Regions from separate parts of the Pan troglodytes genome. Here region 1 is linked to region 2. Evidence: chromatin contacts called from public capture Hi-C data. All regions are on one chromosome and are shown on one strand. Each heading gives the region's core, a stretch centred on a gene start, on an enhancer-like site or on the middle of the called end of the contact. The rest is flanking DNA. Distances are from core to core; before and after follow the strand shown.

Region 1 (7,859 bases), core at 363-2,862, 230 kb after region 2:
CCACTTCCCAGAAGGCTATGCTGCCTGGCTGGCTAGTGTGAAGCATACAGGGATTTGCAGTGCGCCCCCAACCATTGCTTTTATATCTACAACTTAAATGATTAGACATACAGCATAACACTGAAAGGAGCCTTAGAAATAATCTAGAGCCATTTTTTCCAAACCCCGCTTCAATCAGAAGTCTCTATATCTATTTTATATATGATATATTTTTTAAAAAGTTTGACAACCACTAATTTGGCAAGCAATGACCCATAGAAGGCAAGTGTCTTCTCCAAGATCACACAGCTAGTAAGAAGTGGACCTGGGAATCAAACCCAAGTCTCCTGCCTTTGTGCCAGAGCTTCTTCCACAAAGCTACACTGTCGTCCGGGTGTTAACCTTGAACCCTCCCTCCCCATGACCTGGCAGGACCAAAGGGAGGGCTCCAGAAAGAACCTGGAAACCCCGGGCCCAGTCAAAGCCTATGAAGGTAACTAACATGCCTTTTCTGGAACTCCCAGGCACCAGCACCTAAGCACCTAGCTCTGCCGCCAGGCTTGAGTCCTGGTGACTCTATTCAGCTAAGAATGTGGAGGTCGACAATGGAGGAGGCAGGAGTCCGGGAGGGAGGAAGAGGAGGCCTCTGGAGAAAAGGATAGAGGAGGGGGTGAGGGTGAGGAGGCAGGAACCCACCTGAAGGCCAGGCAGTGCTTCTGCTGCCTCTCGGTGATGAGCAAGGTCAGGTCCCTGCAGCAGTACCGATGGTAGCAGGTCCCGCAGCAGAAGGTGAAGAACTCGCAGTTAAACCCCGGATGCCAGGAGCCATTCCGGTCCAGGTACCACAGGCAGTCCTCGCCGGCCAGCGCTGCAGGCAGGGATTGGGGGTGCCCAGTGGCCACCAGGCCAGTTCATCCCCAGCCGCGCTCGGCCCCACTCCCCCGGCGGTCCCCAGCCTGACGGCTCCCGAACACTGAGGGTTGCCCCTTGTCTCCACCCTGAGGGTCTCAGCCCCAGAGCCCCCGAGGCCTCTGCCTGAAGCTGACCCTGCACCCCGGGATCAGCCTCCCATGGCCCAGCATCCTGGAGCTCCCTCTTCCCGCTTCTTGAGGACCCAGCAACACCCAAGTCTCCCGTGGCAGCCGGAGGGTCTCGGAGAAGCCCTGAGCCCAAGCCCCTCGGATCGGTCCCTCCCCTTCCTCCGCCCCCATCCCACTCCTGCCGCATGACTCCCCATCCCCTTACCCAGGGGAGCCCCCAGCACCAACAGAGCGATTGCGGTGAGCGGCGCGGCCCGGCGGAGCCCCGCGGGTGGCATGGTGGGGGCTGGGCGCGGCCGGGGTCGGGCCTCCCAGAGAAGGGACCGCAGGACCAAGCCGGCCAGCTGGAGCTGCGGCGGGGCCCAGCCCGCGGCCAGGCTCGGGCTCCTCTTCCGCCTCCTCTGGGGGTGGGACTAAGCGCCCCGCCCGCGCTAACCCAGCCGGCGCGGCTCCGCGCAGCGCCCAGGAGTCCACCCACCAGCGACGCCCACCTAGCCTCTGGAGCTGGGTGCCCCTCACCCAGCAGAGCACTGCCCTGCTCCCCCTGTCCCCGGCTCCGCGGTGGTTCCTCCCATCCGAGCCACCATGGGCACTGCGGGCAGTTGGGCACTGCGGCCAGGGAAGCCTGGCTGTGTCCTGGACCCGCCCCCGGCCTGGGCCCAATCACTATGCTGGACTCCAGAAGCCCTGATCCTGGTGCCACCTCCGAATGCCCAGACACATGGGCCAACCCTGGAGGAGCAGGGCTGGACCTTCACTTGTGGGGGACCTCCTCTGCCGCGTCCAGCCTGGGACATCCTGTCGGGGGCGGAGAGGGAAAGAGGCTGGATGTCACCCCGCCCCCATTCCCAGAACACAAGCACTCATTGAGAGGCATTCAGAGTGGCTTTGTCCCCAGCGGTGCCCACAGGCCTGGACCCTGCCAGCTGCACTGGCTCCCTACGATGGACCCTTCCCCCTTCAAGTGGACAGAGCTGGCATGCACCAGCCCATGGCCTCACTAGCAGGGAAGGCAGGCTGCTGGGGCCACCTGGGGCCCATCCAGTTAGACACTCTTCACAGTGAAAGCCCTTCACAGAGCAAGCCTGTACTGCAATAGCCACCAGAGCACAGGGAGGGCAACAGTTAATTTCAGGTGGGCAACAGTTAATTCCAGGTGGAAACAGTGTTTTAGGATGGGAGAGGTCTTCACAGGTTTATACTGAGTGCCAGTGACTATGCCCCATGCTACATGAGGTACCCTCTGAGGAACTGCAAATTAAGCCAGGGAGATCATCAAAAGCCTACCTTAATCCCCTGCCATGTACACCCTTTCACACACTTCTGGGCTTCCACATCTACCTCACTGGAATCTTTCCACAACTCCATGAACTAAGCAAGGTTCGTCAGTGTTATCAATCGCATTTCACAGACTGAGAAACTAGGACTCATGGAGGTTAAAGAACTTGTTCAAGGTAATACAGCCAGTAAATGGTAGAGGCATCAGGAAGACCCAAATCTAAATCAGGGTTGATCCCCAGCCGCAACAGCAGACAGTGTAGACAGTGAGTATTTCTTGTGTTCTGGGGTGAGAGAATCAGGACAGGTCCATGGAAGGCCCAGTAGAATCTTAGTAGGTTAGGGAAGGACAGCCGAAAGAGGAGCTACCCCATCCTGGGCCCCTGTGGGTGCTGGCACACCTACCCAAGAGAGCTGGAATAGGAGAGGATAGGCTCCTGCCCCAGAAAGTTGCTGGTAGCCTGATGGGCAAGAGTATGTCCTCACGCAGGACACAGTCATAAATGCAGCAGCAGGGACAAAGAGAGACGCCTCTGAATCCAGCACCACCTACTCAGTGTGCCCATTGCCATCCATCTCCTCTTTCCTACACTAAAAGCTCCATGACTGCAGGGACCACGTGGCTGTGTTCAATGTTGCCATCCAGCCCTAGCCATCAGTGTTGTCATTGTTGGTTGAATCATCTTCAGATAAGGGACTGTCTTTCCTGCCCAGGGCTGAATCTCCCATGTGTACCCTTGACCCCTGCTGATTTGTCTCTTCATTATCCCATCTCTTTAGTGTCTTTAGCTTCTCACACCTTACCAGCTTCTTTTCCCTAAGAAATCTCAAGTTTCTCCTATTTAAAGCAAAGCAAAGCAAAGCAAAGCAAACCAAACCACATCCTTCCTAAAACTCATCCCTCTCTAGCTACTTTCCTGCTTTTTTCTCCAACTAGCCCTCCTCAAAATGTATACCCCTAGTTGACACTTCCAGCTTGCAATGACACCTAGCACGTACCAACATCATCAGTGATTTTCTAATTGCAAAATTCTAAGAATGTGTTTCAGTTCATGGGATGGGAGGTGACTAGACTAGGACAGAGAGTGAAGAGAGGGGGCTGTGGGCCAACCAGAGGGGAGAACTGGCTGCACTGGGAGAACTGGCACTTCACCTTGACAAGGGATGCTGGAGCTCGGAGATGGAGAGCTGGGGCTAGCTTATGTCGCCATAATGAACCTGGGTCTTGAAAGAGTCTGTAGATTGGCCAGGAGTGAGGAGGGGCTTGGGTGGGAGGACTGGGGGCCCTGGAAGAAGTTGTCTAAATCTTCAGGCCTGGAAGGGCTTCACTACACCTTCTCTAGGTAAGGGCAGGCAGGAATAAACCCCGCTCACCAAGCTGGTCTCTTAATCCCCAGCAAGGGAAGGAAACGCTTTCCTGGAAAAGAGGAGGCAGAGTAATTTGTGATCAGATGAGACAAAACATAGGCTTTGCCAGTAGGAGGTTCTCCTCAGGGTGTCTGGAATATGATGGTAATGATACCACCGGCAGCGAACATTGCCGATGAGCTCATTCCATTGTACAGATGAGGAAACTGAAGTTGGAAGAACTTCAATTCCCCCAGCTCACACTGCTGGGATTTGCAGTTCGACTTTTGTGGCTTCAAAGCCCAGGCCCTTCAGCTTCACCACCTGCTTCTCTTTAAACAAGTCTAAAGGGCCAGGCACGGTGGCTCACGCTTGTAATCCCAACACTTTGGGAGGCCAAGGCAGGCAGATCACCTGAGGTCGGGAGTTGGAGACCAGCCTGATCAACATGTAGAAACCCCGTCTCTACTAAAAATACAAAATTAGCTGGGTGTGGTGGCACATGCCTGTAATCCTAGCTGCTCGGGAGGCTGAGGCAAGAGAATCACTTGAACCCGGTAGGCTTGAACCCGGGAATCGCCATTGCATTCCAGCCTGGGCAACAAGAGCGAAACTCCATCTCAAACAAACAAAAAAACAAGTCTAAAATGTTCAGTGCTATGCCTGGCATAAAAAGCATGTATTCAGGGAAACTTTGATGCCCACCCCTTATCTCTAGCAGGCCTCTGCATGTGGTGAGAAGGTAGCCAGGGATATCTGAAGTGGGGAAAGGCAGGAGGAGGGGAAGGGCTGGGACCCTGCCTGTGACCCAGTTTGGGCTTGGCTGGGGGCTGTGGTAGGAGTGCTCTGCTGAGTCACCTCACTCCTGGGCTGAATGACCAGCCCAGGGCTCCTCCCAACCTCTTCCATGCTCCTCTATCAGAGCAGACTGACACAGGCATTCCTGAGGCCTTCCTTACTTTCCTGGGCCATGAGCCCTGGAGGCTCCATCCCACCCTGGTCCTACCCCACCCATGCTGTTTGGCCGTGGAGGCTCCTGCCTCCACTTTTGTCTGGCCAGTGGTTTGTTGAACCATTCCAAGATAAGGGAAACTCCATTCCTTTCCTAATTCCTGCCTCTGGTCAGTCAGTGCTCTCCAGGAATGCACTCTACATTACTCTGCCCTCCTTTTTTCTATTCCTCCTTGCCCAGCCTCTGGCAACCCAACTCCTGCAGACAGGTAATTATACATTCCCCCACTCCATAGGATCCTGAGTTCTTTACTCTGATTTAATGTCAGACCCTTCCTGGAGAGTCTTGGACACATTAATTCTCCTTGCAGTCCACAGCTAGGAAGAGTAAGGCCTAGGACAGCACCAGGACTTGGCCAAGTTTCATGGCTTAGTTGGGGAACCAGGTCTTTTGGCTCTCACTGCCCCAGAATAAACAAACATCTCTCTTAAATCAGAATGCTTTTCTTGGCGTCCAGCTTTAATCTTTCTTGCTGTAAATGAAAGACTGTCTCCTGTGTTTGTCCTCTTGGTGGGAGGGACTTGCAAGTGGAGGGTGGGTGAAGGACAGTGAGGATGAGCCTCACTGCTGCCAAGCTACTGGTAAGAAGGAGCACTCTTCCATGTAACAAAGTTGCACAAGTATCCTATACATTTATATATATATATATATATGGAGCACTCTTCTCCAGAAGGACTTTCTACCAATGCCTTTGTAGGATTGCCTCTCCCAGAACGCCAGGCTTCTGCTTGTTTGTAGAGTGCCCAGGACAGCCTGGGCCTCAGGAAAGAAGGGGGTGTAGCCAGGCTGGCTTGGATGGCAGCTGTGAGCAGCCCCCTACTCAGGCACACTCTGGGTGGCTGTGGGAGCAGCAGCAGTCCCAGGCAGCCAAGGCCTGGCCTCAGGAGCCCAGCCCAGCCAGTGGGGCAGATGGGGAGGGCCAGGTTATCTTTAAATGGCACCTTACTCAGCCTGCCACTCTGCCAGTTGGGCAGGATGGCGGTAGACAAGTGTTATTTTGGGATCTGAGGGCAAGGGAGGAAGGCTCTGTTTATAGCTCTCTCCTTTCTGAACCTACTGTCTCTCCTGGGGAGGATTTGGGGCCATGGGCCTCAGCCCTCCAGCTGACCCTTTCCAATCTAAGGTTTCTGTTTTCAGCCTAGCTGTTAGCCATCTGCACAGATGGGAATGTTCAATCTACAGAGGCACAGGGTTTCTCAGAAAGGCCAGCTCTGTAAAGGCAGGTTTAGGTGGTGACAACTGCATTAGACTTGGGATCAGACTAATAATAGGTAACATTAACACTTACTATGAGGCAGCACTACGAAGTGCTTTGTGTTATATTAACTTCATTTAATCCTCACAATCACTCCATGAAACAGATAACTAGTATTATACTTGTTCTGTGGATTAGGAAATGGAGACATAATTTAAGCAGCTTGTCCAAAGTCACCCAACAGGCAAGTGGCAAAGCCAGGGTTCAAATCCAGGCAGTCTAGCTCCGGAGCCCATGCTCTGAACCACTAACTAGATATGAGTCCTGCTCTGCCACTTACTGGTTCTGCAAACTTGAAGGAACCACTCCCCCTCTGGTCTTGGCTTCCTCTTTTGGAAACGGACTACCGTTTGGTTCAACCCACTAGAATCCCCAAGTTAGAACTGGCAGAGACACTCTGATCCATTGTCTCTCTCCCTGTTCAAGGGAAAAATAACTTACTCAAGGTCACACAACCGGGCACTGGCCCTAGTTTCTGTGCTCTTGCTGTGAACCTCCCTGTGGCAGGGATGAGTCAACGGAGCTGACGAGGGATATTAGTTATGAATTTGCAATCACAAAATCAGGTGTGGAAGAAATACATTTATTTTCTTTTAACCAAAATAGATGAGAATGAGTCTCTATCCTGCTACCTGGTTTGTTGTTATTATGGTTTGTTCCCCTCTCCAGAATCACGAAAAGGTCCTGGGGTCTCACACAGTGCAAAACATTGAGGTGAGCCCTCTAAGCCTTGGTCTGCACAGGTTCTGCTCATACATGCTCTTAAGCTTGCAAATTCAGAAGTGTTGGTCTGTGTGCCCCAGGTACAAGAGACCTTCCCAGGGAGCCTTGGTGACCAGGGCCCAGCATCCCTGGGGACTCCATGCAGCCTTTTCCCTAGGAAGTTCTAGCATCTCCAGGTGCTTTGCCACAATCAGGGCAGGATTCTCACCGCTCATAGGCCCCGTGGACTTTTTTGTCCCCTACTTATCTTTTGGAAAACTACCCCCCTTTTTCTCTCCCCTTCTTCCTCCGGGACCCTGGGCCTAATTGCAGTTCACTAGAGCTTTCACCATAGGGTCCAGAAGCACAGCTATTCTCATGCAGTCCTGCTGTCCACCCTACAAAAGCAACTAAGGCAAGGAAATGCAAAGAATTCAGGTATGTTCTTGGACTAAGTTGTTGGGGGGGGGGGGGGAATCTAGTGAAAGCAAATTAATACACCGATAGTTTATGTCACACAGCTAACCACAGAAAAACTGCTTAGTAGGTGGAAGGCAAGAGCTGGGCCTACCACCTGTTTCTATCATGTTCCTCAGGCAGGGCTGCAGTGCTACAATTCATTCCTCAGAGCTGTCCTCCCAAAGGCTCACCAAGACCCTAATTTAGCAGCAGCATGTGTGAAATTGAACTGAGTCACAGTGTAATCCAGTGAGTCAGGGAGAATGAGCCAAACATAGCTCCCAGCTATGGGTGGGGGATAGGATGGGACATCTTCCACCACTAGAGGTGTTTTAACGAAGTCATCCTTAATTCTAACTACAATCCTGTGAGGTAGGTATTAGTTCCCTATTTTACAGATGAGGGAACCAAGGCTTGAAGGAAATGTCACTTGCCGCAGCTATGTAATCATGCCAAGTCAGAACAACTCAAGCCTGGGAGGGACTTCTAGGCCTCCTAGTCAGGCCAGTAGTTCCTCATTGCTTTTCTTCCTACAGCACATTTGCTACCATATCATGTATTCTACACAGGTTTAAAAACCCTAGTATAATTTTCAATTTTAGGAAGCCAGCAGTAATGCCACCCTTTTCCCTGTTACTCAAAAAAGGAAAAAACTGGAATGTAAGTGTCATTAGATGGCAAATGTTGACCTGTACCATCCATTAGGGAAACTTAAATTCACAAAAATTGGTTTTTTTTTTTTTTGAGACAGAGTGTCGCTCTGTCGCCCAGGCTGGAGTGTAGTGGC
Region 2 (6,827 bases), core at 2,034-4,533:
CTCAAAAATATCTCAAGTTTTATTCCAAGCTGCCCTCTCCTGCTCCCTCCTCAGCACCATCCTGAGATCCTCCCTATAAAAGGGTGTTGCTGGGCGCGGTGGATCACACCTGTAATCCCAGTACTTTGGGAGACCAAGGCAGGCAGATTGCTTGAGCTCAGGGGTTGGAGATCAGCCTGGGCAATATGGTGAAACCCTGTCTCTACCAAAAATACAAAAATTAGCCGGGCGTGGTACCGCACGCCTGCGGTACCAGCTACTTGGGAGGCTGAGGTGGGAGGATTGTTTGAACCTGGGAGGCGGAGGTTGCAATGAGCTGAGATTACACCACGGCATTCCACTCTGGGTGACAGAATGAGACTCCGTCTCAAATAAAGAAGAAGGGTGTTGTGGGTGACAGAGTGAGACTCTTGTCTCAAAAAAAGAAAGAGTGTTTTCTCCCTCCTCCTGTCCCACCACCCAGCCTAGAAGGAAGACTGTCTACCAGCCTGTGGTTCATCTCTATCCTCCAGGAGGTGTGGAGGGGCTGGCCCAGGAGGACATTACATATGTCAGGACCCACAGTCAGGTAGGGCCAGGTGTTCATTGACCTACCAGCCACATGCAAACAGAGGTCGTGTGTGTCTGCCCTTTTCCCCTTCTCCTCTATACCATTTTAATTCTAAGCACTGTATAGACATCACCCATTTAATCCCTTAAGAATTCACCCAGATAGCTATTATTATTATTATCCCCAATTTACCAATGAGGAAATTGAGATTTAGGTAGTTAAAGTAATCTACCAAATCACACAGCTAGTGACGGGAAAAGCCCAGTTTCTAATCTAGTCTGCTCAATTTCAGAGTCCTGTGTCTAAGCACGCACAGCTCACCTGGGTCGTGAGCACAAGATGATAACTAAGAATGCAAAGCCTCTCTCCAGTTGCAGGGTCTTTTTTTTTTTTTTTTTTTTTTTTGAGACAGAATTTCACTCTGTCACCCAGGCTGCGCAATCTTGGCTCACTGCAACCTCTGCCTGCCAAGTTCAAGCGATTCTCCTGCCTCAGCCTCCTGAGTACCTGGGACTGCAGGTGCGTGCCACCACACCCGGCTAATTTTTTATTTTTAGTAGAGATGGGGCTTCACCACGTTGGCCAGGCTGGTCTCGAACTCCTGACCTCAAGTGATCCACCTGCCTCGGCCTCCCAAAGTGCTGGGATTATAGGCATGAGCCACTGTGCCTGGCACAGGGTCTTCTTTCAGGGTGGAGTAACTTTGTACCACTGTTAGTCTCCCTGGGTTGGGAAGGACAGGAAAGGACTGTACCCACTGCTGAGACTCAGGGAGTCTGTCCAACTATGACATCATCATTGTTACATGGTGAGGTGGGGACAGACCTTGGAATAGGACCTGTGTCCGTATGCCTGATCCTGAGCCCTTCTCCGGCCAGGCAAGTCCCCCTTGTCATGCAGCATCATTCACGAAGGAACAGCAGCTTCACAGGGAGACCACAGTCACTCCATTACACTCCATGCAGCCAAAATTTGAAAGACTGTTTGCTTATTTTGTCTTACAGAGACAGAGAGGGTGGCCTTGCTGTGTCTTGCATAAATGCACACATCAGTATGTTTCTGCAGTGTTTTAAGTTGTCTCTCTATGCTCTACATATCCTTTGACACCCATGGACTTATTGTAGACGCTACCAGAAGTAAGGGCATAGTGATATACTTTAGAACTATGAAACAGGCCCCCTGGAAGGACCATCTGGTCTACCCGCCCTGGTTGGGAGATAAAGAAATTGGAGAGGTAATGCAACCTGCCCAGTGACGCCCGGTATGTCAGTGGCAGAGCTGAGACTAGAGCCCCCCATTAGTTCCAGTGCCCAGAACCAGGTATCCCTTTCAGAGAGGATCTAGGAAGTTGCTGATGGAAATGACAACGATAACAATGAGCATCCCAGCAGGGAGGGAAGAACGGAGCGGTCTTTTGCTTCTGGTGCTTGTATTCTCGTGGAGTGGATGCTGACTTGATCCAGAGGGGTGTGAAGGAAATTGGGCTCTCCCTTCAGGCACTCCTTCGGGAGGCAGGAGATGGAGGAGCAGCGAAGGGAGCTGTGGGAGCAGGGCAGCGGCAGGGGGTACAGAGGAAAGAAGAGGAGTCACAACAAAGGACAGAGGGATCTTGGGTGGGACAGGGGAGAAGGGCTGAGGAAGGGAGAGGGCAGCTTAGGGTCTGGAGAAAGTGGCAAAGACCTGCCTTGAGGTTGCTCCCGAAGCAGAAGATCAGGCTGGGGCTGGAACCCAGGGGCCCCACACACCCGCCTGTCCCCCTGACCTGCCTACTTCTCTTGAGAGCAACCAGAAACCAATACCATATTTGTCTCCTTCTCCAAGGTAAAGGAGAAGCAAGTCAGAGCTCCAAGACTCAGGTTTTGCACACCCACAAATTCCATTTCCAAAGACCTGATGGAGATTTTGAATCCCTTCCCTGGATTGCAGCCTCCCAGCAGAGCTCAAACAGAACACACACTCACCTCCATGAAGGGCACGGCCCGACAAGAAACGTCACCCAGTAGCCTCTGCTTGGTGATCTCGTTGAAGATGACAATAGGGAGGCAGAAAAAGAGGACCAGAAAATCCCAGAGGGCCAGGCTGGCAAGGATGGAGTTCCAGGCACTCTTCAGGTAGTAGCTGTGCCACACGATGCACATGACCGACAGGTTGCCCACAATGCCCACCGCAAACACCACCAGCGCCAGAAGCATGATGGCATAGGCACTGTAGGAGCTCTCGGTCACCGGATACAGGGGGTTCTGGATCTGTAGCCTCTGCCCTGGTGCCCCTGTCAGATTGCCCCTCAGTTCCTGCCCACTGTCTGGGGTGCCCCCATCCTTGTCGGGGTTAGGGCTGGTGGCCACCAAGGGCTTGGTGGGCTGCAGGCCAGCAGGGTGAATGGGCCGGGGGTACTCCGCCCACTCCTCAGGCACATACTGCTGCACGCCCTTGGCCTCCTCATCCTCGGTGCCCCTCTTGGATCGGCTCTGCTGCTCCTGGGTCTCAGCTCTGTGCCTGCCCAGGTGCAGGGGGGCACCCCCAGAGACCCTGCTTAGCCCCACAGCCAAAATCACAGCAAGAGAGACAGCCAGGGGCCACAGCCACCGCATGGCTGGATGAGCAGGAGACAGCCAGCCCAGGAAGAGCAGGTGAGTGCAGGGGGCCCAAGAGCTGGGCTCCAGAGAGGCAGCTGGCCGGCTGGATCCGCCTCCAGTCAGGCGTCTGGCATCACTCGCCTGCCCTCCCTCCCAGCCTCCGGCCACAGGCCGGGCAGGGCCCTCTGCTGGACACATAGCACTCTTTGCTGCCCTCACACATCTCGTCCTCCACGACGCCGCTTCTTAGGCCCTACAGCATGTCAGGCTGCGGGGCCCTAAGAGGGCATCTGCTTCAGGCCCCTGAAACTAGGGAGGAAATGTGGCCTGCCTAGGGTGACACAGGGAGGTGGGGCAGAATGGGAACTGGGGCGCAGGTCTCCTGATTCTAAGGCAGCTCCTCCATTCAAAACTCAGCAATAACCATCACTGTCACTTACTGAACACTTACTAGGTGCTAGCACTCAGCTGGTTTCTCAATTAACCCTTGATTAATCTCAGATCACAAATCTGAGGTTTGTAGAGGTCAGTCACTTGCCACATAGTTGATACAAGGCAGAGCAAGGCCCACAACCCAGATCTGACTCCAGAGATTTCTAATTTTTTTTTTTTTTCGGTTGCCCAGGCTGGAGTGCAATGGCGCGGTCTTGGCTCACTGCAGCTTCCGCCTCCTGGGTTCAAGTGATTCTCCTGCCTCAGCCCCCTGAGTAACTGGGATTACAGTTACTGTAGTGCCCGCCACCATACCCGGCTAATTTTTGTATTTTTAGTAGAGACAGGGTTTCACCGTGTTGACCAGGCTGGTCTCAAACTCCTGACCTCAGGTGATCCGCCTGCCTCAGCCTCCCAAAGTGCTGGGAGCCACCGCACCCGGCCTAAAACACCATATTCTGAGCCAGACACAAGACATGTGGACATTTGCAATAACACATCTTTAGTGACTACGTGTTGTGTTCCAGACACTCAGAATACAAAAATGTAAAGGATCTCTGCCACCAATGAGCTTTCAGTCCAGAGAAGGAAGTAAATGTGTAAGTTCAGCATGATAGATGCTATGAAAGGCAAAGGTCATGATGCTGAGGGAACCCAAGAAAATCTGGGGGGGATCTGGAAGGCCTCCCAAGCGAGGTGACATTTGAATGGATCCCGAGAAATGGCTGTGAGCTTGCCTGACAGACTACGGGAAGGGAGGGTGCTCTAGGCAGAAGACACAGCACACACAAAGGCTGGGTGATGTGGAAGTGGGTGATGTTCCCGCAAGAGAGCAAGTCTGTCAAGGGGACTAGAGTGCAAGGGAGGTGGGGAGAGAGCATGGGCACTTGGGACAAAGAGCTTGGAAATATCAGCAGAGGAGGAACTGGACTGTAAAGGACTTTGTATGCCAAGCCAAGGAGTTTAGATTTTATCCCATAAGCAATGGAGAATATCACAGGTTGTTAAGTAAACAAACAATGACTCAACTAAGTTATTTTAGAGGGGTCCCTGATGGGCAGCTGGGGTCCTAGCAATCTGGAACAGGAGGATGCAGAGACCGGGGGTTCTGTTGGGAGGCAGTGGGTGATGGAGAGAAGCCCAGAGTCAAGGAAAACCAGCAGCTTTGAGGGGCTTTGGCTGTGCATGGGAGGGAGTGGTCGAGGCAGAGCCCAAGCGTGGGGTGGGTAGTGAATCCACTCAGCCACATTAGGGAGGCACAGTTCTGAGGACGGACCACATGATGCCTAGGAGAATCCACTGGAGAATTAACTCGAAGACCTGCCCCAGAGTGAGTCAGATCATTCCCTCCTCCCAACTCCCACAGCATTATGCTGCTGTCATTGAAACCTACCACCTTCACCAGCCCAGCCAACATGGTGAAAACCCATCTCTACTAAAAATACAAAAATTGGACAGATGTGGCAGTGACACCTGTAATCCCAGCTACTTGGGAGGCTAGGGCATCAGAATCACTTGAACCCAGGAGGCAGAGGTTGCACTGATCCGAGATCATGCCACTGCACTCCAGCCTGGGCAACAGAGCAAGACTCTGTCTCAAAAAAAAAAAAAGGGCCAGATGCAGTGGCTCATGTGTGTAATCCCAGCACTTTGGGAGGCTGAGGTGGGCAGATCACAAGGTCAGGAGTTCAAGACCAGCCTGACCAACATGGTGAAACCCCGTCTCTACTAAAAATACAAAAAAAAAAAAAAAAAAAAAAAAAATTAGCCAGGCGTGGTGGCAGGCACCTGTAATCCCAGCTATTTAGAAGGCTGAGGCAGGAGAATCACTTGAACCCGGGAGGCGGAGGTTGCAGTGAGCTGAGATTGCGGCCAATGTACTCCAGCCTGGGCGACAGAGCAAGATTCCATCAAAAAAGAAAGAGAAAAGGAAAGGAAGTTGGGGGAGGGGAGGGGAGGGGAGAGGAGAGGAGATGAGAGGTGTGCTATTTGGGGATTTGGGTAACTAGAATCATCCATCATCTGCAGCATCACCACTCACCAAGTGCCACACTCTGTGCTAAATGCTTGCTATAATTGTCACTTAATCTTTATATTATTGCCCTAGACTCTGAAAGGTAAGGCAACTTTCCTAAGAACACACAGCTAGTGAATGACAGCTGGGATCCAAATGTAGGTTTGTCCAACTCCAAAGCTAAAACTCTTTTTTTTTTGAGACAGGGTCTGGCTCTGTTGCCCTGGCTGGAGTGCAGTGGCATGATCTTGGCTCACGGCAACCTCAGCCTCCCAGGCTCAAACAATCCTCCCACCTCAGCCTCCAGAGTAGCTGGGACCACAGGTGTGCACCACCACACCTGACTAATTTTTGTATTTTTAGTAGAGACAGGCTTTTTGCCATGTTGCCCAGGCTGATCTCAAACTCCTGAGCTCGAATGATTTACCCGCCTCAGCCTCCCAAAGTTCTGGGAATACAGGTGTGAGCCACCTCACCCAGCCCAAAGCTGAAACTCTTAACCACTCCTTTGTGTGACTTCACAGAATTCTAACATAGGAAGAGATGCTAGAGATAATCTACACCAACCTTCTTATTTTTCAGGAGTGGAAACTGAAGTCCAGAGAAGCCAAGTGACCAGGCCAGGCACTTGGCAGTCCTGTCTCTGCTGTGGGATCCTCAGTGCTCCACAGGCACGTGCCAACACAGTATGGACCCAAGCCCAGGGCTGGTATGTGTGAGCAGAATAAATGTTAGTTCTCTGCTCTTTAAAAAAAAAAAAAATTCAGAGACAGAGTCCTGCTCTATTGCCCAGGCTAGAGCACAGTGACATGATCATACTCACTGCAGACTTGAACTCCTGGGATCAAGCAATCCTTCCACCTCAGCCTCCAGAGTAGCTAGGACTACAGGTGCACACACCCTGCCTGACCTTCTGCTTCTTATTTTATTTTATTTTATTTTATTTCAGAGACAGGGTCTCGCTCTGTCACCCAGATTGGAGTGCAGTGGCAGGATCTAGGCTCACTGCAGCCTCAACTCCTCCTGGGCTCAACTGATCCTCCCACCTCAGCCTCCCAAGTAGCTGGGCCCACAGGCACATGCCACCATGCCCAGCCTTTTGTGTTTTTTTTGGTAGACATAGGGTCTGTCTGTATCACCTAGGCTGGTCTAGACCTCCTGAGCTCAAGCAATCCACCCACCTCAGCCTCCCAAAATGGTGGGATTACAGGCGTGAGCTACCGTGCCCAGCCTCTTTATGCTCATGGATATGCCT

The links. Capture Hi-C pulls out chosen DNA fragments and counts their contacts.
Region 1: a capture Hi-C map of stem cell-derived neural stem cells shows a contact between it and region 2, with 4 times the contacts expected there. The contact joins the promoter of SHISA4 here to the promoter of GPR37L1 in region 2. A contact is called at or near these places in 3 of 7 Hi-C or Micro-C datasets (induced pluripotent stem cells and stem cell-derived neural progenitor cells) and 1 of 1 other capture datasets (stem cell-derived neural stem cells).

Annotation. Positions count from the first base shown.
Region 1 is chr1:47,207,435-47,215,293 of NHGRI_mPanTro3-v2.0_pri, forward strand. It overlaps SHISA4 (shisa family member 4), which reads right to left and starts at 1,613. Exons shown (of 5, transcript XM_001140118.6): 1 at 1,225-1,613; 2 at 676-847. The coding sequence starts at 1,297.
Region 2 is chr1:46,971,036-46,977,862 of NHGRI_mPanTro3-v2.0_pri, forward strand. It overlaps GPR37L1 (G protein-coupled receptor 37 like 1), which reads right to left and starts at 3,284. Exons shown (of 2, transcript XM_514100.9): 1 at 2,512-3,284. The coding sequence starts at 3,141.